Regions from separate parts of the Mus musculus genome. Here region 2 is linked to region 1. The links are chromatin contacts, called in public HiChIP or PLAC-seq maps. All regions are on one chromosome and are shown on one strand. Each heading gives the region's core, a stretch centred on a gene start, on an enhancer-like site or on the middle of the called end of the contact. The rest is flanking DNA. Distances are from core to core; before and after follow the strand shown. Region 1 has its middle 2.5 kb from the start of n-TQctg2. Region 2 overlaps Gm5544 (predicted gene 5544).

Region 1 (2,776 bases), core at 162-2,661:
CATCCATCGAGACTCAGAGGATAGTGACTGGCTTCTGCTCTGGTCCCAAATTGTGGGGTAAACATCCCGTCCCCTATGGAATCTGACCCGGGGGCCCAGATCTGAAGTAATGATACAGGCCAACTCCTCCTGAGACAAAAAAAAAAAAAAAAAAAAAAAAAGAGAGAGAGAGAACTCTCCAGAAGTTTCTGGAGCCCCTTACTTGCCCACAAGATACCTTAGGATACTGGTAGAAAAGTGTAGCCAATAGTTAGGGAAGATTTTGCATAATCCTCTGTTACAGGGTTTGGGGGACACCCTGCTCCAGAACAGACATTTCCGTTCTAGTTTGCTTTTCTGTTGTTGGGATAAAATATTCTGACCAATAGACTCTGGACATATCAAGAGTGACATTGTGTGTGCATTATTTTATGTGAGTCCCACCACTCAACAAGGTAGATATTTCCATTGTTTCCATTTAACAGAGTAGAAAGTGAAGCCTAAAAATGGGAATGGGTGGGTAGGGAAGTGGGGGGGAGGGTATGGGGGACTTTTGGGATAGCATTGGAAATGTAATTGAGGAAAATATGTAATAAAAAATATTTTAAAAAAAAGAAAGTGAAGCCTAAAGCAGTTAACTTGCCTGAGCCAAGAAGTCGCTTTGATTGATTAACAGATCTGTCCTTACTTGTCACATTCTAGAGCTGTTCACGGACGTAGGAGAGAGTTTATTTCGTTTCATAGATCATCGAGGGAAGTCAAGACATCCCTCGACTTAAGGCAGGCACTTGAAGTAGAAACTGTGGAGAAAAGCTTACTTTCTGGCTTGCTCACCTTTTCTGGTTCTTTTTTATTCAGCCCAAGCATACATAACTAAGGTATGAACCGTCATCCACAGTGAGCTGGACCCGCCTACATCAATTAGCAATCAAGAAAATTATCCACAGACATGCCCACGCACAATCCCATGTAGGCATCTTCCCAAATGGGGCTCTGCCTTCCTTGACACACTGTCAAGTTGACCACCAAGATTAGCCGTCGCAGGAGGACACTTGAAATAAGCGTGCTGGAGTCTGGAATAAGAGAGCCCTTTTCACTCCCACGGTCTGCATTCCACAAGTATAAACAACACAGTCACTTCACCAATATAATGAACACTGTAACACACGCCTGCTATGTTCTGCAAAGATGTACTGGCCAGCAACTTTCTCCATGGCGCTCTCCTGAGAACGGCATTTCACAGTAAGAGTCAGCAGCTTTGGTTTCCACTAAAGGAAAAGGCCACACTGAAATTTGAACACGGATCGCTGGACCCAGAGTCTAACATCTGCACCTTTACACCACGGAATCACAGCCCTGAGTAGCTTCTGATTGGCTGTAGATATGCAAATCCACCCCTCACCCCACCTCACCCCCGCCCTCAAGAATTTCCTCCCCAAGCACTTATCCTTGTCAGACTGGATCCAAGCAGGAGTTGTCAGATGCGGGGCTCACGCCCTCCTCCTCGTTGTCAGCATTCCTTTTATGCTCCGCCCCACAATTACCTGGCAACAGCCAGGTTCGCCTGACTCAGTATAAAAGGGGCTGCTTGCCTCTTCCTCATTCTCCACTCTCTTACCCTCTTACTCTTTTCCTTCTCAGTCCCTTCTCTCCCCATTCCCCTCCCCCCTCCCTCTCCACTGTCTCTACCCCCTCAACTCTCCTCCCCGAGGCCTAAATAAGCTCACCGAAGGGAGAAGGGGTGTCTCAGCATAGGCCCGCAGAGACATCCCCTTCCAACTCACCATACCTCGCGCTCTACCAAACATGTTCCTGGCTCTTTCTTTTTATAAAACACAACACTCACTGACTGTTCTTGTTTGTCCTTCCCAGAATGAGAACAAATACTTTTTTGGGTACGGGCGCAAAGAAGGGCGTTTTAGGCTGGTCACAAGGCCCCAACCCTTCACGTTGCTGGAGCTTTCTGTTCTGATGTAAGATTCCAGCCCCAAGTATGCCTTGCTTTTTCTTTGTAGTTGTCCACTTCCTACCCTCAAATGGCCGCTGGTGATTTTCGGTGCAGGATTTGGACTTTACTGGATTCCAATCTCCTCTATCCCCACCCCCGCCCACTAGTCCTTTTCGAGTCTTTTATCTCTGCTTCCACGTGCTTTCCTTTCTGCCATCCCCTTGTAACATTCTCCAGTGCTTCGGGTCCAGCCTCTGTCCTCCTTGACATACTTTCTTTTTGTGACAGTCCGTGTGGTGAGGTGGGGTGATAGTCAACGTAGAAAGGGCTATGGGAGAAGATGGGGAAGAATGTGTGTTCTCTTGGCCCTACCTTTTGGGTGAACCCCAAACAGGCAATGTTCTGCCAAGGAAGGCAAAATCAACTTCCTTCCTTCCTTCCTTCCTTCCTTCCTTCCTTCCTTCCTTCCTTCCTTCCTTCCTTCCTCCCTCCCTCCCTCCCTCCCTCCCTCCCTCCCTCCCTCCCTCCCTCCCTCCCTCTCTTTCTTTCTTTCTTTCTTTCTTTCTTTCTTTCTAGATTTATTTAATGTATATGAGTACACTGTAGCCCTCTTCAGACACACCAGAAGAGGGCATCAGATCCCATTACAAATGGTTGTGAGTCACCATGTAGTTGCTAGGAATTGAAGTCAAGACCTCTGGAAGAGCAGTCAGTGCTCCCATCTCTCCAGCCCCAAAATCAACTCTTAAAATTTTAAGAATTTCACAACCACAGAGATCTTCTCTGCCCTTGGAGTCCCTGAGGAAAGGGAATGGGTGCCTACTGGCAGACAGTTGGGGACAGCGCACA
Region 2 (2,776 bases), core at 112-2,611, 260 kb after region 1:
ATTTCTGACTTCTTTTATTTACAGGAATTCTTTGGAGATTCAGTCACACTGTAGCATCTGTCTGAACTCGATTCCTTTTTTGTTACTAAATAACATTATACCGGACAGATGTGTCACACCTTATCTGTTCATCAGCTGGTGGACAGCTAGGTTGTTTCCACTCTGTGCAGACTCTGTATAGACATGTTTGCACCTCTCTGGGGCACACACCTAGGAGTGGAATTGCTAGATCGTGGTAACTCCATCCTCGGGGTTCCGAGGGACTGTCAAGCCGTTTCAAAGGGGATGCTTCCATTGTATTTTCCCACCAGCAGCAATAAGGTCTATAATTTCTTTCTCCTCAGCAGTAATTGTTTCTCTGCGTGTTTTATTGTAGTCATGGTGGCGAGCAGAGCTCTCTGACCAGGCAGGGATTTGCTTTCTGTGACCTAATGACTTATCAGCCATTTCTATAATTACTTTGGAATAAAATTATAATCTTTTGCCCATTTTTATTTGCCTCTTTATTTTGTGATGCTGGGGGTTAGACCCAAGGCCTGGTGCACTGTAGTTAATCATTCTACCGCTGAGCTACATCCCTCACTCAGTGTCCTTTCACATTTTTGATTATTTGGCTTCTTATTATTGGGTTTTGTTTTGTTTTGTTTTTTGAGACAGGGTTTCTCTGTATAGTCCTGGCTGTCCTGGAATTCACTCTGTAGACCAGGCTGGCCTCGAACTCAGAAATCTGCCTGCCTCTGCCTCCCAAGTGCTGGGATCAAAGGTGTGCGCCACCACTGCCCAGCTTGGCTTCTTATTATTGGATTGTGAATATTTCAAGTACAAACCCCATATCTGGAATGGAATTCACCAGGTTAGTCTCTAGTCTCAAAGTCACTGGGGCCTATTTCCTGAGTACTGGGATCAAAGGTATGTGCCACCTCCAGACTCCTCCTTTCTCCTTCTTGTGTCCTTCAAAGCACAGATGTGTGCAATTTTAATGAAGTTCAAGATGTCACCTGTTATTTTGTCTTTTTTATCAGCTCGTGTCTTTCTGTTATAGTGAAGATCATCACGTGACTCAAGGCTGCTTAATATTCTAAGTTGTCTAGTTCTAGCTCAGATATTCAGGTCTACAATCCACTGGGAGCTTATTATTGTGCACGATATTAAGCATTTGTCCAAATCGATTCTTTTGTACATGGATATCCAGTCTTTCCAGTGGCTTTTCATTTGTTTAAGAGACCATCCCCCACCCTGTTGAATTCTTTTGGTGCCTTTGTCAAAATTCAATTGAGCATAACTGTTAGGGCTTGTGTTTCTGTCCCGCTGATCTGAGTGTGTTTACGCTGAATAGGTCTTGACTGCTGTAGCCTGGCAGTAAGGTTTCAGATTGGGAAGCCCGAGTCAACCAGCTTAACACTGCTGCTAACACTGCTGCTAACACTGCTGCTAATACTGCTACTAACACTGCTGCTGACACTGCTGCTAACACTGCTGCTAACACTGCTGCTAACAGAGTCTCCTGCACTTCCCCCATGAATCTTAGCATTAGCACCAGTCACAGGGAGACTCTAGAATTCACCAGAAAACTGATTCTAATAAGGAAAGTGCCCACCTCATACCTAGCGTAAAATTAGAAAAGGAAAATTGAGCAGGTAGGCTTTGGAGTTGAAGGAACGACAGGCCCTTTCAAAGAGCTCCCACTGATAGAGGCTGGGAATAAAAGAGCCAGAAAGTTTAGCAAGCCTCCCGCCCCCCAGAGAGGAATGTTTGTTCAGAGAGGGCAGTTTGAGCTAGCACCAGGGGATATTGTGAAAGATAATGGAAATGGCAAAGTCCATTGATCTCCCCAGAAGGCGAGAAAGTCTGAGTAAGCAGGGCCCTCCCTCAGGCTGCTGATTGTCTCAGAGGATTCTCTTCCACCCGGGGAAGCAGCTGCTGCCTGCTTTCTGCAGCTGAAAGACAAGAAACAAGTAATAAAGAAGAAATATCCTCTGCCTTTTCCTGCCTTCCTCTGTGAACACTGTAACCTCTGTCCTGCTTTGTTAAGTTTTCCCCTTTATATGTTCCCCCAAAAAGAAAGGAGAGAGAGAAAAGAAAGCCAGAGAGAGTCAGAGAAGAGAGGGAGGAAGTTAGAGATGCCGGGGGTAGGAGAGGATTCTGAATCTCGACAAATTAAGAGACCTGGTAGGTGAGGTTTGCACAGTAGGCAACGGCACTTCGCAGTGTGTCTGATGGCTTGGGTTCAATCACCAGCACCCGACAAAGGCAAAAGGAGAGAAGCAGGTTTACTGTCGTCCTCTGACCACCACAGGATCCCTGTGGCATGAGCCAATGACCCCAGCCACAATCAATCAGTCAGCCTCTCTCTGTCTCTGTCTCTCTGTCTCTTACACACACACACACACACACACACACACACACACACACAAAGGACCCCTGACCCTACTGTGTAATATAACAAAATGTCATTAATATTATACAAACAACATCCTGTGACTGTGTAATCTAACTTCTGGAAATTTGCCCCAGAGAAATAAGATATGCAAAAGCAGGGAGTGGGGATATTAATGACAGCATTGTCTATAATCATCTGCAAGGCTGGAAATATCCAAGTCTCCAAAACAGGAGCACGTTTCATGATGCCATGGCATGTAAGAACTGTAGCCAGTAGTACTGGGCTCACAGAACTGCGTCTGTGTCCACTGCCTGGGGCCCTGTCATCGTCACGTCACCCGATGAATTGCTGTGGACTCCCAGCTAGTGTTTGTGCTTTGCCTTGTTCTTGCTCTCA

Evidence for each region. HiChIP or PLAC-seq counts read pairs in DNA pulled down with a chosen protein or histone mark.
Region 2: an H3K27ac HiChIP or PLAC-seq map of trophoblast stem cells shows a contact between it and region 1, with 4 times the contacts expected there. The contact joins two enhancer-like sites. A contact is called at or near these places in 1 of 15 datasets of contacts at CTCF or cohesin (embryonic stem cells), 4 of 484 Hi-C or Micro-C datasets (the N1E-115 cell line, embryonic stem cells, granulocyte-monocyte progenitors and 1 more), 10 of 115 datasets of contacts at active chromatin or transcription factors (bone marrow-derived macrophages, embryonic limb bud, embryonic stem cells and 5 more) and 3 of 9 other capture datasets (adipose tissue, embryonic stem cells and pancreatic islet).

What each region holds. Positions count from the first base shown.
Region 1 is chr3:97,682,615-97,685,390 of GRCm38.p6, forward strand. No RefSeq gene overlaps it. Among named protein-coding and RNA genes, the nearest start is that of n-TQctg2, 2.5 kb to the left of the region's middle. Within about 2 kb of position 1,412, at least 39 of the 459 cell types and tissues checked have an H3K27ac peak or open chromatin away from gene starts, as enhancers often do. A contact at or near this core is called in trophoblast stem cells, where this site is marked.
Region 2 is chr3:97,937,975-97,940,750 of GRCm38.p6, forward strand. All of the region lies in intron 1 of Gm5544 (predicted gene 5544), which reads left to right. Among named protein-coding and RNA genes, the nearest start is that of Gm5544, 9.2 kb to the left of the region's middle. Within about 2 kb of position 1,362, at least 85 of the 459 cell types and tissues checked have an H3K27ac peak or open chromatin away from gene starts, as enhancers often do. A contact at or near this core is called in trophoblast stem cells, where this site is marked.